Linked DNA regions of Oryctolagus cuniculus: region 1 is linked to region 2. A link is a contact called in public Hi-C data. All regions are on one chromosome and are shown on one strand. The core of a region is the stretch at or near the end of the contact, and the rest is flanking DNA. Distances in the headings are between cores, read along the strand shown.

What was found. A called contact is a pair of places that touch in the nucleus more often than the background predicts.
Region 1: a Hi-C map of an unstated tissue shows a contact between it and region 2, with 7 times the contacts expected there. The contact joins the enhancer-like site here to the promoter of TDRD15 in region 2. A contact is called at or near these places in 2 of 6 Hi-C or Micro-C datasets (ear pinna and an unstated tissue).

The regions. Positions count from the first base shown.
Region 1 is chr2:181,820,071-181,823,193 of mOryCun1.1, forward strand. All of the region lies in intron 3 of LDAH (lipid droplet associated hydrolase), which reads left to right. Among named protein-coding and RNA genes, the nearest start is that of LDAH, 25 kb to the left of the region's middle. Within about 2 kb of position 1,816, at least 1 of the 8 cell types and tissues checked has an H3K27ac peak or open chromatin away from gene starts, as enhancers often do.
Region 2 is chr2:181,670,923-181,673,864 of mOryCun1.1, forward strand. TDRD15 (tudor domain containing 15) reads right to left here and starts at 1,533. Exons shown (of 10, transcript XM_070069382.1): 1 at 356-1,533.

The sequences.
Region 1 (3,123 bases), core at 566-3,065, 150 kb after region 2:
AATGCATTTTCCATTAACTTTTTGGGACACCCCCCCCCCCCATACAAATGAAGTCAATTGTGGGTGGAACATTTATCCTAGTGGTTAAGATGCTCACACCTATCAGAGTACTCTAGTTCAACACCTGACTCTAGCTCCTGAATCCAGCTTTCTGCTAATACAGATACTGGAAGACAGTACTGATGGCTCAATAATTAGGTTCCTACCACCTATGCGGGGGATCTGAATTGAGTGAGTTCCCAAGTTCAGCACCTGGTCCAGTCCCAGCTAATGCAGGCATTTAGGATATGAACTAGTGGACGTGTGTTCTCTCTCTGACTCTCAAGTAAATAACTATTTTAAAAGTCAGTTGTTTTCCTATTTAGTAGCAGTGAAAACTTAGAGTTTAAAATTAATAACACTTTACATTAGAACTAGGGTATATTTTGAAGGCTGAGTGAATATTGATTACCTAGCAGTGAAACATTTTAATAGCAGTAGTGAAAGAAAATTGAATATACAAATTGCATTGCCTTGGTTAAAAAAACATGTATTTCAGCAGGCATCATTTTTGAAATGTGACTGAGAGTGAATAAAGTATACAGAAAATACTTGCTTCTAAGTATGTACCCAAAATTAGGGGTTTAATACCATTGTGTTTCATTTGTTGGGAAATTTGTATGTATGTTGAGAATTTGTTTTTGCTACCTTATGTTGTGTTTGAAAAACAGAGGTGATAAAAGAAATCTTGCTAGAAAAGAGGCTTCCTTCTTTAACAAGCTGAACTAACAAAAGCTGCCAGCCACCTGGTCTTTAATATGAACTCTAGCAAAAGAAGAGAGAAACCAAAGACAGAGGGAGCTAGGAAGTACAGAGTGAGCTTCCCTAATATATTAGTCCAAATCCCAAATACTTCAAAATCCATGACCTTTTGAGTACGAAAATAATGCTCTAAAAGCCTTGGATTTTGGAGCATTTCAGGTTTTTGGATTTTTGGACTTCAGATACTCAACAGGTAAGCAGATATTCCAAAATCTAAAAAACTCTGAAATCTGAAGCAGTTCTAAACACTTCAGATAGGGGATATTCAACCTGTAGTGGAAATACCGCAAGTACACAGTGAGGGAAAATTCCTATTCTTTTGTTGTGTTCAAACTTCTTAATGGTTATTCTTATTCCTATGTTCTCAACTTGGTGAGAATGGCCAACCATGGTAGAGAGAAACTACAAGAATTACTATATTACAGAAACATTGAGCTATCACAGTAAGCTATATGAAATCATGCTAAAGACAGAGGCAAACATTTGAACAGGATGTGAATCATGATTTTGAAAGCTGAACTAGCCTTGAAGGATAACTCCAGATCGGGGATTCTCAAACTTCGGCATCCGAATCACCTGGAAGATTTATCAAAACCCACATGGTTGCCCCCTGGGCTGTTGGTTCAGTGGATCTTGGGTGGGACCTGAGAATTTGTATTTCTATTAAACTCCCAGGTAATGTTTATGCTCCTGGTCCTAGGCCACATTTTCAGAACCACTGCCCAAGGTCTGCCCCCATTAAGCACTGAGAACCAGCAGAAAGTATCTGTTGTGTGTCTGAATTTCTAGGGAATGTTTCTAGTTCTTGTTTTAAATGGATGTCTTATTACTCATAACTTGTTTGGAGTATGCTTATTGCTCTTTGTGCTGCAAGTGTAATGTTGAGTTAGTAACTTAGTAATTAGAGCCTGCATTCTTTGCTACCTAATGAGAACAGTGCCATCTAGAGGAATTAGCCCACAGGGCCACTACAGAACCAGAAGAAGCCTTGGTTTCCTAGAGCAGGTGAAAGGGTGACTCATCTTTGCCGGGAGTTACAGATGACTGACTTGAGTATGTGTGGTGCTACACAGGGCATACAATGAAACTGAAATGCCAGTCTGCACCTTATATAACAGTGCCTTTTCAGCTGTGTTCTGTGAAGGCTCTGGGCCTTGTCAAACACCCATTCAGGAAAAGCAATTCTGCTTTTATGTTTCATGAGGTGGAAGTTATGTTTGCAAGTGTTTACTATAATAGACTGCATTGGATAGGTAGGCTAGATATAATATTCTCCATTCAAGATTACTATCCTAAGGTGCAGGTTTTCTGACATGCAAAATATGGCACGAAAATTACATAATAATTGAGAGAGCATAAATTATAACAAGACATCAGATGTTGAGAGTGTATTTTGCTTCATAATTAGCACATGTTAAAATAATGAGCAGTTGGAAATAATATTCTAGTTGTACCACATTATCAAATTGAATGCAATTAGGAGAACAGATGTTCACCAGTGTCAGAAGGGGATGATTTGAGAGTAAAACTGGGACAAGAAATTTTGAGGAATTAGAAGTATAAACTGTTTTCTGGCTTTGATTTACCAGAACCAGCTTACTTGATGGCAAATGCATTGTCAACCATTTCGACTCATTTGTGTAAGAGGTATAAAATAGAAGCTAGAAATCATACTGGTTTACTTTCAGGAGGTAACATGACCTAAAAAATTTACACAGTCTTGGCAGTTAACAATGAATTTGAGTCATGTTTACCTAAAGGAACAATACGCAACTCCCACTGCTGTCCCCTTGGCAGAAAGAGAAAAACCAGTAGAACTTTCTCTCTGCCAGGACTAGAAATGGCAGAGGAGCGTGGAGGTAACATGGAGTTACCAGACTAGTCCAAGGCAGGAACAATTAGTCAATCAAGTCTCAGAGCTCACAGTCACTAGATATGAAAGCAGTACATCTCTAGATCAGAAGCAGACCAGAAGGCAGAGCAAGAGAAGTTAAGAATCCAGCAACCTGTAGCCTCCCAGGGCAGACAGAAGGACTGGAAGTGTCTGCATGTCTGTCATGTGCCAGATCGTTCTGCTCACTCCCTGCAGGCCTTAGATGTCTTCCCACTGGTCCAAACAGAGTCCAGACTCCTGGGTGTGATGCTCCCTGTCCTCCTTGATCAGTAACACCCTTCCTTTCCAACCAATTGCTCTGTCTTATCCTATAACCACAAGTAAATACAGAACTCAGGGCTATTTCTAAATTAATACCCCCCCAAACTTTCGTGCCTTTTGCTTTTGTTTTTGCTAAGTTTGTCAACAGTTTGTTCTTCTTGCTAAAT
Region 2 (2,942 bases), core at 283-2,782:
GCTGGCTCAGCTCCACAACTCAGCACCAGTCTCTGATCTCCTATTGGCAATCGTAGCCTCAAAGAAAAATGACTCCGAAAGAGAGCTGAACCAGTTCCTTGCAAATGATATTTATTGGGTGTCTACAGGATGCAAAGCAGTGAACTCGGCATTAAAGGAAAAGCAGATGAGATGCCCAGACCCTGCCTTCTAGTTCTTCCAGTCTACCAGAGGAGTTAAGACAAGTATTGGCTTGAGTAACATCCCTGGGCGAAGCCGTTCCTGCCTCTCCCAGGGCACTGAATTCTTTTTCAACCATGCTCCCTCCCTGAGCCCACCCTTCACTTGCCACCTAAGATTGCATTTGTTGGCTTACCTGGCTGCTATTCTAACAAAACGTCACTTCCTGGTTAGCAGGTTGGAGAGGTGCTGTACTGCTTCTAGCTTTGAAATCGGAGGACGGGGCCAGGAGCCAAGGAATGAGAGCAGTCTGGAGAAAGTGGGAAGAGCCAGGGAATGGATTCATCCCTGGAGCTTCCAGAAAGGGACACAGCCAACACCTTCCTTTGAGCCCAGTGAAGCCCATGTCAATCTTCCTCAGAACTGTAAGATAATAAATCTGTGTTGCTCTAAGCCACCTAGTCGTGGTGATTTAGCACAGCAGTGATGGGAAGCTGAGACACATGTTGGCCACTTCCTCGGGGGCAAGTCCTCTCGAATCTTTGCTTCAGCAGTGAGAGGAAACATCAGCAGGCGAAACGAAGGTGACCCTCCCTTGTAAAGTCAGTTCCACAGGGAGAATCATTTGGGGCAGGCTTTAGAAGTTGGTTCTTTGAAAGACAAGGGAAGTGCCTGCCCAGTTGGAGCGCAACCTTGAGGTTGGGGGAGGGGAGGGGTCTCTCTCTGACCTGCACAACCACCATCCCCACCCCTACATAAGACCCAGGAAGCAGCAGGGCCTGTTGTGGGCGCCCATGGAGCTGTGGGCCCGGAGCCTACCCGCCAGCTCCCAGGGGCAGCCTGGCAGAGCCGGGGTGCAACACGGCCCAGTCAGGAGCCACAGCCCAACACCGTTCACGTCTAAGGGCCTGGGCTGTCCCACACAGTCGCCTGCATCGTGAAGTTCTTGTCATCCAACGAGGCACATTCAATGCTCGATGCTTGCAGAACCCAATCTGTGGCACTGGTCTCTTAAGAAAGGCTTTCGATATGTGGCCAGCCAGCATGGCGGCGAGAAAAACCCCAATCCGACTCCCGCTCCGGCCCCCATCCTGGGGACCTAGGGAAAACGGGTACGTGGCCACAGGCAGAAGGGAATTTCTGAAGGGTGGAGCCACGGCAGGGCCCAGGAAGCTCAGTCAGCGGACGACGTAATCTCCGTGCCTCCTGCTTCCTAAAGCTGTGCGGCTCGTCTGCCTCCGCTCATCCTCCAATCTTTGGTAGGTGCGCAACGTTGGTTCCGCGAGTCCGCGCGAGTTCAGCGTGTCCCCCTTTTTACGCATGCGCAACTCAGCTGCTCCGTCTGCAGTCGGAAAGCGGTGTTTACCTGGTAGGTGGTGAAGGCTATAAAAATTGGTAAAGAAATAGTGATTTGGTAAAGCCTTTTACGGCTGAAACCTATTGCAGAATAAGTGGGGAAGTTTTCTAGGAATGCAAGGCAAAGCAAAGAGGGGGCTTTTGAGTTTCAGGGGTGTCTTGAGAAGATCCAGGGGCACCAAGTTCGCTTCACCGAGGTTCTGGGAGGACGTAGAGAGGCGGCAAGGGCACTGAACTCAGCTACAGTGCAAGGGGACCCTCTCTTAGAACCAGTCACGGTATAGAGAAATAACGAATTATGACTTTTATTGCATATGGAAAAACGCACACCTAATACAGAAACTCTCCAGTCTCCACAGGTGAGCCGCCCTGGGCTGAGAAAAGCCAGGCAGAGACCAGGAGTGACACAAAGGCAGGGACATCGCCCTTCTTTAGGATCCAGGACGTGCAAAGACACTGCCCACGCCCTCCACACACACACCCCAGGCCTTTCTCCAAAGGCAAACCCAGAATGCACTGTCAGTCCTATCCAAGGACTCAGGGAATGAATAATGTGACGAGGGGTGAACAGCTGAGGTCTGACTGAGCCCTCGTCCCATTTAACTTCAGTCCTTCTGAGATCTGTGCCCTCTCCAGACTTGTAAGTAACATCAGGGCACCAGGGAGGACCCGTGGCCCTTGGTCACTAGCCCTTGCTGGCTGTGCCAGGACACCTATTATTCCTGTCCACTCTGCTGCTCTGATGGCATTCCCATCCCCGGGGACCCGGGCCCTAGTGCCACCTCCACTAAATGCTGACTTGGGAGGAGGTACCCAGGAAGTGTGTGAAGACTACTGCTGTTCACAGAACCCTCCTGCCCCACACCCTCCCTGGACATCACTCTTTAGACTCTGGGGGAGCAGCTGATGGGGCCCTTTTTACTCATGATACTCTAGAATCAATCGATCAATATTATCTGTCTATCACCTATGTATCCGTGTCTCTCTCCCCTCTCTCCTGCCCTCTGTTTCTCTGTCTTCAAACATTATCTAGCATGATCTCAATGGCTTCTAACATGGACCTAACGTGCAGGAGGAAATGTGTGTCAGAGGCAACCTGTGCTTTTAGCCTCGCCACAAATCTCCCTTGCAGCAAAGAAGCCCAGCGTCTTCTAACTGTTTTAAAGTGGATGGAAATCTGGGAAAATCAAGGAGGGGTAAATGAGTGAAAAAGTTACAATAAAAAAAAAAATAGCCGTCACTTCCGCATCCACTCTGATGTACGGTCACTCAGTGCTCGCTCCATGACCACGTTCAGGCACTGGGACACTGTGTGAGCACCAGGCCAGGGGCTGGAAGCAGATCACACTCATAAATGAAGAAATAAGAAAAGACCCTCCTGTGCAGATAGGCATAGAATTGACATAGCACCTGCTGATGGGTGATCC